Regions from separate parts of the Canis lupus genome. Here region 1 is linked to region 2. A link is a contact called in public Hi-C data. All regions are on one chromosome and are shown on one strand. Each heading gives the region's core, a stretch centred on a gene start, on an enhancer-like site or on the middle of the called end of the contact. The rest is flanking DNA. Distances are from core to core; before and after follow the strand shown.

Region 1 (7,028 bases), core at 289-2,788, 450 kb after region 2:
ACATAGTATTATTATATACATGGGAGCAGTTGCAGAAAAAATCTATTTTACACATATTAAATATGAGATGCCTATTAGACACCAAGTTGAGATAATAAAGACAAATGATATTGGAGTTGGGAGTAGAAAATATGGAATAGTGAGAAATATGAACTTGAAAATATCAGTAAAAGTGAAGAATCAAGAGAGGTAATTAAAGATGGCAAGTGGCAGTGTGTTTATATACTGATGGGAATAATCCAGGAGAAAAAGAAAAAGAGAAATTGAAAATGCACAGCATACAGAGGATTATGGAAAAACTGAAGTCCTAAGAGAACCCTGGGAGACAGGTATACCAACTAAGGTATATGGAACTGGGAAACTTATTCACCAACTTCCATCAGTCACTGGTTGAGATTGCCACCCAAGAGGTGGCAGTGGGCAGTTATTCCCCAGCATTTCTGGCCTGCCTTGGACATATGCTGAGCCAATTCTGGTGAGCAGAGAAAGCCATCAGGCTGACTACTAAGTGCTTTTGTTAGAAGCTTTGGGTTGGCATATACAGGAATGGTGAGTGCCAAGGGTAAATAGGGCACCAAAAGGATCTACTCTCCCACGTGATATTTTCTTCATGGAATCTGAATTTTAAACATAGAGACAAAACTGATGACAACAACAACAACTTTGGGTGATACTGAATAGGTGTCAAGAAATAAAAAAAAATTGTTTTACCCATAGCCTTGTGCCTCTCATACAGAGAGACCTGAACTGGGGAATTTAATGAATGTTAACTCTCTAGGTCTCAATATCCTAATGTGTAGAACGATGGGAAAAGTAAGTAAGTAAAAAGAATAGGGCTTCCTTACAACTCTAACTTTCAACTATTTGAGTTTAGGTGTAAGGGAATTCTTCTTTGTTCTCATTAGCTGTATCAAAGCATTTCAGCAGGTATTTAGTATCTACCATCTAACCACTTCAACTTATTACATATCTCTTTTGAGTATCTACTCTTTGCTAGTCACTGTTCAAAGCGCTTTATATATGGTATCTTTAATCATGGCAGGCATCTGAGAAAGGTAACCTAAGTCATTTTACTGATGAGGATTCTGATTCTGAGAGGTGATATGATTTACTCAGATCCTTCTAACTTGCAAATACTTGTTTTGTTTTGTTTTGTTTTGTTTTAATACTGCATGACAGTGAGATGCTGATGACTATCTGCACAAGGAAAGGAAATGAGGAAGCTGTAGTAGGCTCTTCACTCTCAGCAAAGGCTGCGGCCGCTGACAATGACCCGAGAGCAGCATGAGAACATGGGAAGACTTTCTCCGAATTCAGCCCATCATTCCAAGTGCACTTCTTTCTTTGGATGCATGAGCGGAACTGAAGAGAGTGCACGAGGGTTCTGGAGTTTACCGACTAATCAGACGTTTTTAAGCCCACAGAATTCCTTGTTATTATTAATGTCCCCTTAGGCTGCAGCCAGTGGACGGTTGACCACAACAAAGATGGCGACAGCGGCCTCACCACGGTAACGGCGACGCTATTTGCCAACGAGCGCGTCAATGCTTACTTCCGGCCTGCCTATTTAACGTCACTTCCGACCCCGGCTCCGCGGCGTGTGCGCCGTGCTTCCCGCTGCCGCGGTGCCCATGCAGAGCCCCGGGGCTGTGGGATCTGAGTGAGTCTCGCGGAGGGAATCCGAGGGAATGTGGGGCCGGCAACATGGAAGGGGAAGCTGGGAAGCCCGCGGCTGTTGTCGCGGTTGTGACTGAGCCTCGGTTTACCCAGCGATACAGAGAGTATCTCGAGAAACAGCAACTCCTAGATAGACAGCACCGTCTGGAAAAGATGCCGGATGGCACGGTGGCGCTGCCGGTGCTGGGCGAGGCGCTCCCTGAGCGGCACCTGCAGGAGCTGCGGAACCGTGTGGCTCCAGGCAGCACCTGTAGGGTAACGCAGCTCCGGGATCCTGTTCCCTCAAAGAAGGCCCAGGGTGGTTCGCCCGCCCAGAGGCTGCGTCTTGAAGTGAGTCGCTGGGTAGAGGGCCGGGGAGTGACGTGGTCCGCTGACTTGGAGGCTGATTTGCCCCGATCTTGGCAACGACACGGTAACCTCTTGTTGCTGAGCGAGGACTGTTTCCAAGCCAAGCAGTGGGAAAATCTGGAACCAGAACTCTGGAAGACTGTTGCGTCGGCACTTGGCGTCCATCGTGTGGCCAAACGAGGGCGGGTATCACCCGATGGCACTCGAACCCCAGCAGTGACTCTGCTGCTGGGCGACGATGGCTGGGTAGAGCATGTGGATAATGGGATCCGATATAAGTTTGACGTGACCCGGTGCATGTTCTCCTTCGGAAACATCACGGAGAAGCTTCGAGTGGCATCGCTGCCCTGTGCTGGAGAAGTGCTGGTGGATCTGTATGCGGGGATTGGTTATTTTACATTGCCCTTCCTAGTCCATGCTGGGGCTGCCTTCGTCCATGCCTGTGAGTGGAATCCCCATGCGGTAGTTGCTCTGAGAAAGAACCTTGATATCAATGGAGTAGCACATCGGTGCCAGATACACTTTGGGGATAACAGAAAACTGAAGCTCTCAAACATTGCAGACAGGGTGAACCTGGGGCTGATTCCCAGCTCGGAAGAAGGCTGGCCCATTGCCTGCCAACTGCTAAGACGGGATGCGGGGGGCATTTTGCATATCCACCAAAATGTGGAATCTTACCCAGGGAAGACTCTCCAGCCTCCTGGAAGCAGTGAAATGGAAAAGGAGCATTCTTCTTATCCTCAGCAAATTGTCACCAACCAATGGACAAATGGCGCTACCAGGGATTCTAGGAGAAAAATGCCATCAGCAGCCACCAAACCAGAGTGGCAGAGGTGGGCAGAGTCTGCAGAAACTTGTATTGCCACCCTTCTTCAGCAGGTGCACGGGAAACCATGGAAGACCCAAATCCTGCACATCCAACCGGTGAAATCCTATGCTCCCCACGTGGATCACATCGTGTTGGATTTGGAATGCCGCCCCTGTGCTCTACATGGCTAAAGAAGGTGGATCCTGAGACACAAGGATCTGCATGTGAGTGACCCTTAATACGCAAGTTTAGGCAGGGCTCTCCCCTCTCTTTTCTCCTGGCAACCTATTTTAATATTTTGTGGCCCTGAAAGCAGGCTCTAGATCAATCCACGTCCTCTCATTTGTCTTCCATTAACACATTGAGAATGAACTCTCTATCTGGGAGAAACCGTATGGCTGACTCACTGAAGTGAAGCCTGTGCGGTGAATTCTGACCTCGGTCCTTCCTGTCTTACCTTGGGAACATCCTTACTTGCAAAATGAGGGTTTCTTTGAATGGTCTCACGTGGCTGTTTAATAAGCAGTTGTACACAAGCTTTGATTAATTTAGAGTGAAAGACACAGTGTTGTTTCCAAAATCACTCTAGCTACAATATGGGAAACCGGTCCGGAGAAGGGCCAAGATGGAAGCAGGGAGACCTGAGAGGAGGCTTCTGTGGTTGTCCAGGGAGGAGATGGTGGCGGCTTGTATTAGGGTGATGGGCGTGGGAGGCAGGGAAGGGGGCAAGGGGAAGTGGATGGAGTTGAGATGCGAAATTGATGGGACTAAGCAACAGAGTCTAAATCAAAGCATTCAAATTGTTCTTTGTTATTAAGACTGACTAAACTAGGAAGGAAGTGGTTAAGAATTACTCTATTAACTTCATGCCCTTTATCATTCCTAAATGAGTGTTGGGGAAGATGTCTTATAGATTAGGTTTGTTGTAGAAAAGAGATTAAGAAGGACTGTTTCAAATTATGGGGAAACTAGATTTCCGGCCTTAAGTTTGTGCAATACGCTACCTATTCTATTTTTAATTTTTAAGAGATTTTATTTGAGAGAGAGCAAGAGTGCATGAGCATGAGTGAGGGTGGGAGGAAGGCAGAGGGAGAGAGAGAAGCAGACTCCCCGCTGAGCACGGAGCCCAACGGGAGGCTCCCTCCCAGGACCCTGAGATCATGACTGAGACGCTTAATTGAGCCACCTATGTGCCCCTAAACTAGCTATTTTTAAAGTTCAAATCTTAGATTTTAACAGGCCTCAGATTCCCTTTTCCTATTTCTTTTCTGGTGGACATCAGGGCCAAAATAAGATGCTCTAGGGAATGTGAGCCAATCTGCAGAGTTTCTCAAGCCTCACCTTATTTTATGGCTGTCTGCCAGCCCCATTGTTTACCACTGGAATGTCTAATTGCAGAGAATCACTGTTTACCTTTGGGATGACTAATTTTGCGAATCACTTCAGAGCTTTGTTTTGGTGCTCTTTGAAACCATCTGGGTTTGTTTGCCTGAAGAAGGAAACATGAAAAGTGTGGCTTTATCAGGATTATGATCGTAGCTGGCATTTGGTTGGCTCGGTCGGGTTGGGCTGGGGCTGCTTGTCCTTTTCTTGTAATAGTGTCAGTAAGGACAGGATAGGTTCTGTTTCTTATTCGATGCATATTAAGAGCCTTCTATGTATATGAACTGCAGGTGCATTAGATATAGCCTCAGTTTCTGACTCACAACCTAGCAGCAGAAATAACACAAAAGCAGAAAGAATTGGAATACGATAAGGACCATATGAGTGAAAGCGTGATATAGAAGTGCAAAGGTGGAGAAGAGAAGTGCTGAGAAGGGGGAGGTCTTCAGAGGTAGTATTTGAACTGGCTCTTAAAAACTGGGTAAGATTTTGGTAAGTAGAGTCAGGGTGGAAAAATGTTAGTGGGAGAAAAAAACAAGTGCGGAAAATTTGCTCAAAGTGTTTGGAGCATCGTCAGTAGATCAAAAGAAGTAGTGAGAGATGTGTTGAAGATGGAGGTTGTTGAAGGATTAAAAAGAAGTGTCTAGTACTCAGTAAAGCCTCCAGGAAATGTTAGCTCTCGTTGATCCCACCACAGAAGGGGGCCTGATTGTTCTTTACCCATCCCACAGATTAACCTGTCTTTTTGGCTTAATCATCTCCTTTTTTACATATTGGGTTTCTTCTCATGTATTCCTGCAGCTTTCAAGCCTCAACCCAAAAAAATGCCATGCTGGAGCTTGAACCAATAAGAGGAGAAGGAAGGCAGGGAGGAAACAATGGGGAAGGTGAGTCAGGAAGCCACCTGCCCAGGGGCTGAGGAATTACCTTTCATCCATAAGCTATGGTAAGGCAGCTGAAGTCAGATTCACCTGAATGAATCCGTTCACTCTGCTATATATCCACATATAGCAGGGTGGATGAGGGTTGAGGGTTCAGGGGTGCAAGAAGATTGACATGAATTCTATCTTCATGAATTGAGGTTCCACTCATACACCTCCCGGCTTCTGCTTTGTCTGTGACCTGAGGCAGTCTCTCAAGATTCAGTTTCCTCAGGCCATACATATGGGTTAACAATCCATATGTATCCTGAAGGATACTTGTTAGGTTTAAATGAGTTAATGTACTTGAACTATCATCACAATGATTGGCACATAGTGGATACTTCATTCAGTAGTCCTTGCAGGTGAACTACCACTTCCTAGTTGGGGTGTAAGGAACTGCTGTACATTTGCTTTAGTTAAAGTAGAATGTCTTGATTTTGAAAAGCCACTCATTGATTAGTTGGGATGTACTGTGTCCTCTTTCCGTTAAGCACTGTGATGAGGGCCAGAGACACAGAGGTGAGTAAAGCCCAGTCCTGAGGGGCACCTGGCTGGCTCAGTAGGTAGGGCACACAATTCTTGATCTCGGGGTTCTAAGTTTGAGTCCCATGTTGGGTGTGGAGATGACTTTTAAAAATAAAATCTTAAAAACTAAAAACAAGCTGAGTCTTGTCCACAGTGGGGTCATTCCTGGTGACCTGGACACAGAGGAAACAATGTTAATACAGTGCACTAAATGCGGAGACAAAAGGGTTTTTACAGGCACAGGGGAGGCAGCCATCCAGGTTTGGAGATGTGGTTTGGGAGAAGTGGAGAGTGTGCCTAGGAAGGCGAGAGCAGGGGATGCTTCAACTGAGAGTTAAAGACTGAGCTGGAGTTATGTGTGAATGGAAAGGAATAAGGGGCCTGTAAGCCTTTTTCTCCACCTTCAGTATGTCCATTTACATTACAGTTTTCTCCGAGCACTTGCTGGATTGGCCTGGTCAGGAAGAGGCATCTAATGGAACCAAGGAAAAAAGACTGAAAGGATCAGGAGGCTCCTGGAGTGTTTGTCACCTCAGCCCAGGAATGTGCACAAGTGCTGAAGGCCTCTTTTGTGAGCATCAGTATTAGTTGCTGGTTAATGCACCCACTTGCTGGAGAGGTTGTGATTAAAAGTCAGTAATGATAATTTTATTAAACTCTCTAAACCATGAGTTACCTTTATTCATTAACTTCATAATATGAATAAAATATGTGCATATATTGATACAGGAGTATAGTGTATACATTTTAAACATAAATACATAGAAATTTAAAATGACGAGAAACAAATAGCATTTTTAATTCACTTTCTCCCACCCTGGGCACACATGTGAGGAGAAACCCAATAGACTTTATTTCTAACAGCCTCAGCGTGCTGCCACTTTACGTTGGGCAAGCCATATCATTTTCTTGGCCTTTGGTAGTTTTCTCTTGTGTATACTGATCATTACTCAGCTGATACTTTGGGGACATGGTTAGCAAGGTGTTTGGGTTCTTTGTAGCTGTCTCTACTCTGGTATTCCACTCTCTGGACTCATTGCTGGCCTCCACCTGGCTTCCCCCTTCTCAAGCCATAGCCCAGAAACTTTCTCTAGGCAGCAATTCAATGGCTCGCCTTGTTTGTGGCTCCCATGGATCACTGTTTTTCATTGCCTGTGTCGAGTGCCCTGAGGGTGGTGGTTCATGTGTTTTGTGTAGCTTTTTTGTTTTTTAAACTATTTAGAAGTTTGTAATAGTAAGTGTATAAATTTACTAGGTTTCACAATCATTGAAGAAGTTCATTCTAATAATAAATATATACAAGAACTTAACCTGACACAGAATTTCAACACATAAACCACATAAAAATTTCTTACCACTATTGT
Region 2 (7,685 bases), core at 2,628-5,127:
AGGCAAGCTAGGGTAGAACAATGGGCAAAACGTATGAATAGGCAGTTTGTAGAAAAATATAATAGCTAACAAAAATGAAAACAAATTAATTCATAATTAAACACAAATTAAAACTACTATGTGGTAGCATTTCCCACCCAACACACTGGCAAAAATGAAAAAAGTGGTAATCCAGAGTGTCTGTGAAAGTCTAGGGCAGGGTGGGTAGTATTAGTGGGAAGGTAAATTCTTGTTAACTTTCTTTGGAGGGAAACTTGAAAATATGTGTTAGGATTTAAAATACACTATACTTTTTGATACATTATGACCCTAGGAATGTTATTTTTAAACCTACTTGGACATATGCATAGGAGGAAATTCATTGTAGCTTTGTTTATAATAGCAAAAAAAAAAAAAAAGCTAAAAAATGTTAATTTGTTCACTAGAATATTGGGTAGAACAAAGGTATTTTCTACCCATTTCCAAGAAATAAGTAAAGGCAGGAAAAGATTTTAATAATATATTGTTAAGTGAAACAAGAGGTTCCAGGACAGCATTTGAGCCCATTTGAGGAGAACAAACAGGGTTATAAACTTGTTATAGGTGCGGATCCAGTAGGCAGGAGAAGATTCCAAAGAAACTAGAAGAGTTCTCTCTGGAGACAGTGTTTGATTTATCTGGGAGGGCTCTAATTTTTATCGTGTCCCCTTCTACTCCATTTGGAATTTTCTTTTTTACAGTAATAAAATGTAATTTTTAGAAGCTCATTGGAAATGCAGCTGTTGCAGTTGTCAGATCTGGTCAGCAATGATTCCCAGTGGCTGCCCTTGCTGGCTCAGTGGGATAACAGGGGGCCATCCTTGTGTGGTTGGATGGAGCCATTTGACTTGTCTGGCCAGTGAGTAGAGGTGAATGGATTGTGTTAGTTCTGGGCAGAAGATGTCATTGTCAAGACAAGATCCTCTGGAATTCTCCTTTCCTCATGGTGAGGTGACTGGTAACATTTAAGATGGTGAGAGCTTGCTCAGCCTGGATCCCCTGTGACTACAATGAATAGAACATTTGTTTTTTTCTCTACCCATCCCTGTGTGACCAACCTGCAATGTGCAGTGAACCCACAGCAGTGTAGTAAAAAAGGCAATATCCACCATTATCTGAAAAGGCTATTAAATTACTTCCTCTCTGGGCAACTGGGTGGCTCAGTTGGTTAAGCATCCAACTCTTGATTTTGGCTCAAGTCATGTCTCAGGATCCTGAGGTGGATCCCTGGTGTCAGGCTCTGCGCTCAGTGGGGAGTCTGCTTGAGATTCTTTCCCTCTGCCCTTACCCCCACACTTGCTCATTTTCGCTCTATAAATAATAAATCTATCTATCTATCTATCTATCTATCTATCTATCTATCTTTAAATTACTTCCTCTCTTTTCCAAACATATATTTGTTGTGAGGCCAAATATTCTTCATGTACTTCAATCAGAGTAACAGATGGAATGCCGAAGCATATGAGAATCCAGCTGCCTTTAGTAAGCCGGACATTAAAAGGATTTGCAAGGACATACAACAATGCTCTTTTTCTCATCGGAGTACTTTTTCTTTGGAAAATATATGGAGCACCTGGGTGGCTCAGCTGGTTAAGCATCTACCTTCAGCTCAAGTCATGATCCCAGGGTCCTGGGATCAAGCCCCATGTCAAACTCCCCGCTCAGCAGGGAATCTGCTTCTCTCTCTCCCTCTGCCCCTCCCCTGGCTTGTGTTCTCTCTCTCAAATAAATAAGTAAAATCTTACAAAAAGAAAAGATATTTTTCTTTTTTTTAAAGATTTTATTCATTCATTCATTCATTCATTCATTCATTCATTCATGAGAGACACAGAGAGAGAGAGGCAGAGTCACAGGTAGAGGGAGAAGCAGGCTCCATGTCGGGATCCCAACGTGGGACTCGATCCCGGGACTCCAGGATCGTGCCCTGGGCCAAAGGCAGGCGCTAATCCGCTGAGCCACCCAGGGATCCCCAGGTAGTTATTTTTCATTAAATACGTTGTTTATGCTAACATGTCATGGGTTTATTATTGTACTTTGAAATAATGAATGCTCAACACTTTTTACAGTTTTAATTTCTACTAAATGTCAACAGATATACTAAATTTCTAATTTCTACTAAATGTCAACTGAATCCACAAAAGCTCTTTGGAGGCCTCAATAATTTTTAATATTTTAAAGGAGCCCTGAGACCAAAATGTCTGAGAGCTGCTGACCTAGACTATTCCAACTGTGACAGCAATTAGGGATTGGCACGCATTTTAAAATCACCAACAGCCATGGCCCATATAATTGTTTACAAATCTTACATTATTTTTAGAAAGCTTTAGTTTTTTAAAGATTTTATTTATTTGTAAGAGACACAGAGGGAGAGACAGAGACATAGGCAGAGGGAGAAGCAGGGTCCCTGCAGGGAGCCCGATTCAGGACTCGATCCCAGGACCCCAGGATCACGACCTGAGCCAAAGGCTGACGCTCAACCACTGAGTCACCCAGGTCTCCCTTAGCTTTTTAAGTCACAGTTTTTTTCTGATAAGGACACAATTCACTTTCGCTATGACAGATTGGAAAATGCAGACAAAAATGAGGATGACAATGTCAAACCATAATTTCACTACCCAGAGATAAACACTGGGAAGTTTTTGGTATGATTCTTAGCAGCACATTCTTCTCACTTACTCAACAACATAGAAACACATACACAGCCATAGGTAAATGCCTGGAACAATCCAGAGCCACCCTCTACAGGAAGCTTAGTCTCTTGCCTTTTGCATTTCACATTACTTAGTTAGAATTTTTTTCATCTATCAAATGTTCTCTGAAAATGTATACTTTCCATGCCAGAACTTCCTCATCAATACGCAGCATCGTTAGTTAAGTAAATTGTCTTTAAAAATCGTGAGGATCAAAAACTCAGGTGGTTCCTTATGGCCAACTGAATAAAATGAAAGTTACACTTATTTCAAATAAAGTCCACGAACAGCTAGCCCATTTTTTTCAATCCAAAAATCTCCCGATGAAAGCACAGTGAACATCAGTCCTGAGTATATCCTAAGAGGCCACTTCTTAGGCCCAAATTATGCAGAGTGTGATTTTCCTCTCCATGCACGAGGGGAAGGACAGAGCTTTGGAAAATGCTGAGTCTGCTCTAAATTGTCTTGTTGCTTTTGTCTGTTTCTCCCGTGAGAGAAAACACTGAGCACTTGCCACTCTTCCAAGCAGACACCCACCCAATGCCAGGCAGGATTGTCCACTAGAAATTTGTCTTATTTAGACCATTCCCGCTGTCATTTGAACAACACCGTTGTAACTCCAGAGTGCTCCAAGGGCACCATTGCCCGACTAAACTTTTCTTTGAACCTGATCTCTCGATGATGTTCTTGCTGCTGTTTGGAAAGTCACTGTCCACGCCCCTGGAGTGCTGGCCTTCCTGCTCCGGCAAAGCAGTGACAGTCCTGTTTATTTTTATTTTTTAATATTTTATTTAAATTCAACTTGCCAACATATAGTGTGACACCCAGTGCCCATCTCATCACCTGCCCTCCTTAATGCCCGTCACCCAGTTAGGCCATCCTCCCACCCACCTCCCCTTCTGCAACCCTCTGTTGGCCTCCCAGGGTTAGGATGGTCCTGTTCAAAGCCCAGTCTGGCGGCTGGAGTCACCTCTGCAGGCTTTTCCCCTCCAGAGGGTGGCAGTGTTTCACTTTGCAATCCTCCTTGCTCGGCTCAAATTCTCCACTAGCCGGAGGACAGCACAGATTTTCCTTTCCGCAGAATAAGCAGGATCTGGTGGTAGTCCATCCTCACCCACCTCCCCAGTCCTGCTGACTGTCGTTGGCTTGGAGAACTACTCTGAGAACATCAGGACTGACTCCTATAGGGTGATACGAATAGAATTCCGAGGGAAGGCATCTCGTGCTGGGACTGAGTGTGGGATGACACGGAAACATTGTTGAAAAGCCACCTGAATGTATTTGGGTGGCAATGGTTGAGGTGGGTGCCCACGACCCCTTCTTCCTGACTTTGTTCTAGCGATCACTTCTCCCCACCACGGCCAAGCAGGAGCATCTGGTCCTGCCCAGGATCACAGAGGGGCACAGAAGGGGACTTGGGGGTTCAGAGACAATAATGTAATAGTCAACCTGGTGGCCATGGCAGGGGTATGTTACTGAGTCTGAAAAGCTGACACTTGGGTCAATTTTTGCGTTGAATAAAACGTTCCATGTGTGTTGGGTTTCTATTGCTGCATAATAAATTACTACACATTTAGTGGCGTAAAATGACATCCAGTTTCTGTGGGTCTGAAGTCCGTGCACGGCATAGCTGGGTTCTCTTCTCAGAGTCCCATAAGGCTAGAATCAAGGTTTCTAGAAGGCTGCTTCTCCTCCAGAGCTCATGGGGTTGTGGCAGAAATCAGAATTCAAAATTGAGAGCCTTGCAGTCCTGGTTTCCTTGTTGACTGTCTTGCTGGGAGCTCTTTTCGCTCCTAAAGGCTGCTGCATTCCCTGACACATGTCCCCCTCTATCTCCAAAGCCATGGGGAACCTTCCTCGTGTTGCGTCCTCACACTGTGACTCTCCCTGACTTCTCTGTATCTGATCTCTAGACTCAGATTTAAGGTCTCATGTGTTTAGGTCAGGCCCACCCGCATATTCTCCTTACTTTACCTTAAGTACATCTACAAAACCCTTTCACAGCAGCACCTAAATAAGGGTTTGATCAAAGAATTAAGAGAATATATGTGACACCAGGGACAGGGGGTCTTTCTTGGAGACCATGAATTCCGTCACCAAGCCAGATAATAAAACACGCAAGCTCCCTTCTCTGACGCTGTTTCCATTCTTAACCAGGAGGTTGGGCTGGGGACATACAATAAAAGAAGAAAGGAAACAACAGGACACCTTGGCTGGTTGAGTGCTCATGAAGAATGTTAACGGGGCGGTATTAGAGTGGCAGGTGGCTGGAACACCTCACATGGGCTCTTTAGCCAAGACCTCTCTGGAGAGTTGACATGGAGCTGAGATACGAAAGGATGGATTGGACCAACGATGCAAAAGGCTAGAGGAAAAGCCTTCCAGGTGGACAGAATGGTAAGTGCAAAGATGGGATCTTGAGGAATAGAAAGGGAGACCGAGGTGGCGTGTGTGTCACATTTTCTCAGTCGCTCTGTACGCTGGGCAATGCAGCCTCCTCAGGCTGACCCAGGTGGGCCTGGTCTGCACACAATCAATGGCTGGTTCCGTACATGAGGCCAGTTGGTTTTGTGGAGGAGGAAGCAGAGGGTTTCTCGAAGGCCCTCAAGGCTAGTAAGATCCTCTGTTCCACTGGACCAGAGATCCTCTGCTGGGGGGGGGGGCTGAGAGCCATGACAGTGTGCTTGCCCAGAAAGCAATAAATGGTGCACATTATGCTCGCTGCTTGGACAGTTCCTAGTACTGCTTTCCCCCCAAAGAGAGCCTTAGAGGAGTTTAAAGGGATTTGAGCAGGTCATGAACAATGTTTGAAAATGCTGGAGAAAAGAGACTTGAACCTGCACTCCACACCCCTGTAACCCCAGGTTCACTCCCACAGGCTCTCCCAGTGGTGCCCAGTGGCCCCGGGGCTCAGCATTGAGGGCTGCCCTTCCTTTTGTATTTGAACTTGTATATTTGTGTGAAGTGAAGTAGTAGAGACATCTCTGATGTCTTGTTTTTTTGGGGGGGGGGCACAAATTAAAGGTATGTTTTGAGAGTTACATCAGAATGAGACAGATTTTGGTGCAAATAGCTTATATGAGAGCTATTTCATACCCTGGAATCACATTGAGGGTGGGGGCAAGGAAGGGATCAAAGCCATTAAGGGGTTGGCCAATGAGAGGGTTAAGGCTGTGGACCATCAGGGCTCCATTCTGAAGGGGACCCTTTGGGAGACTGAGTAACATCCCCTGTGGGTGAGGGACACTGGGGATTGCTTCTCTGACCCCGTCCCTCACTGGCTGGGGGTTGCTTCCATGGCTGTTAACTCCCTGGCACCTTTGACCTGCCCTACCGGGGGCCTGAGCATACTCCCCAGGTTAGAGAGACACTTTGAGGCAGAGAGACACCTATACATGGGGCAGGAAGGCAGCAACATGCACAGGAGCTGAAGCCAGGAGCTGAGGCCACAGATGACCCTCCCTGTGGGCTGAGGGGATATCGGTGGGACTCACGACACCAGGTCCGTTGCTGGGGACAGTGAGCTGTGATTTTTGTTTGGCCCTTGCATGGAGACCCCTTGGCCGAGAGCCGCCTGAGAGGAGCGTGTACGAGGCTGTGTTGCAAGCTGGCTCTCGTCTTGGCAGCCCCTGTGCTCTCTCTGTGATACCCGGTCAACCGTTCCCCTACACCGTGGCCTCAGACAAACTCTGCCCCTTGTCTGAACCCGGGCTTCCTTATCCTCTTCCTCACCATGATGCATTCATTAAAGATTTAAAGAGTGTGAATGGAAAGGTCCACATGAAGATGCCTTGGAGAGAGAGAGAGAGAGAGAGAGAGAGAGGCAGAGACACAGGCAGAGGGAGAAGCAGGCTCCATGCAGGGAGCCCGATGTGGGACTCGACCCCAGGACTCCAGGATCACGCCCTGGGCCAAAGGTAGGTGCTAAGCCACTGAGCCACCCAGGGATCCCCAAAGCCATACTTTCTAAAAACAAAGCAGGACATTGGCTTCAAGAATACTGGCCAAGTGACCTTGGACAGGCTGCACAATCATTCTGAACTCCACTTTCCTTATCACGACAATGAGGACGGCTAAGACTTACCTCACAGACTGACACAAGCATTAAATGAGGTGAAGTGAGAGCTCCTGATGCATGGGGGGTAAGCAGACTGTCACCGCCCGTGAGTCCTGCCAAAGAGGCTCGGCTCAGCATCCTGTTCGTATCACCCTGCAGCGGCAGTCACCTGCCAAAATATTCCCTTTTAGGAACAAAAAAGATCCAAGAAGTTTCAGCCTTTCTGTCATGCATCATTTCTCTCCAGTGACTGAGGAGTCATCAGATTTGCAGACCTCGTGTCCCTGCAGGGCCATGAATCACTCACAGCGCCATCAGAGCCCCCAGCAGGCTGCCAGCATGATTCTCTGGTTTGAATACAAGCAGGATAACCCGTGGGACTCTCGGAAGAGACTGGGGTCTGCGGAACTGGGGAGCCTGGGCAGGTAGCTACACTTGTGCCACTTAGTCCCTCTCAAAGGTTGAGTAAATTGGTGAAATTAATTAAGTTTCTCTTGGGATCAAAATAAAAAGTGTTTCTCATGAGAAGTTACAGGGAAGACAGACTAGAAGGATCCAGGCTGGTCACTCAGTCTCTGTTGTCCGCCCTTACATCTCTGTTCCTGCGGGGCTGTGTTTATGGAACTGCCTCTCAAGCCTTCCCTCTATCTGACCTTGTCATGAAATTGGAGGACTCAGATGCAGTGTGTGTGTGTGTGTGTGTGTGTGTGTGTGTGTGCGCGCACATGCACTTACAGATACCTGAAAGGAACATTTCCAGCACCCCAGGAAACTCTCTTGTGCTCCTTCCTAACTCATGCCCCTCCAGATGTTAACTACTACGCTGACCTCTATCACCTTACTTTTGAACTTCATAGATATGGAAGCATACAGTTGGCACTGTTTTGCGTCTCGGCTTCTTTTGCTCATTGATGTATCTG

The links. A called contact is a pair of places that touch in the nucleus more often than the background predicts.
Region 1: a contact with region 2 is called in a Hi-C map of skin fibroblasts, with 4 times the contacts expected there. The contact joins two enhancer-like sites. A contact is called at or near these places in 4 of 9 Hi-C or Micro-C datasets (amygdala, blood, liver and 1 more).

The regions. Positions count from the first base shown.
Region 1 is chr13:22,957,288-22,964,315 of UU_Cfam_GSD_1.0, forward strand. TRMT12 (tRNA wybutosine-synthesizing protein 2 homolog) reads left to right here. Exons shown (of 4, transcript XM_038555461.1): 2 at 1,180-2,467; 3 at 2,905-3,057; 4 at 6,092-6,388. The coding sequence starts at 1,705. The coding sequence ends at 6,252. Among named protein-coding and RNA genes, the nearest start is that of RNF139, 14 kb to the right of the region's middle. Within about 2 kb of position 1,539, at least 13 of the 20 cell types and tissues checked have an H3K27ac peak or open chromatin away from gene starts, as enhancers often do.
Region 2 is chr13:22,503,839-22,511,523 of UU_Cfam_GSD_1.0, forward strand. No RefSeq gene overlaps it. Among named protein-coding and RNA genes, the nearest start is that of FER1L6, 44 kb to the right of the region's middle. Within about 2 kb of position 3,878, at least 3 of the 20 cell types and tissues checked have an H3K27ac peak or open chromatin away from gene starts, as enhancers often do.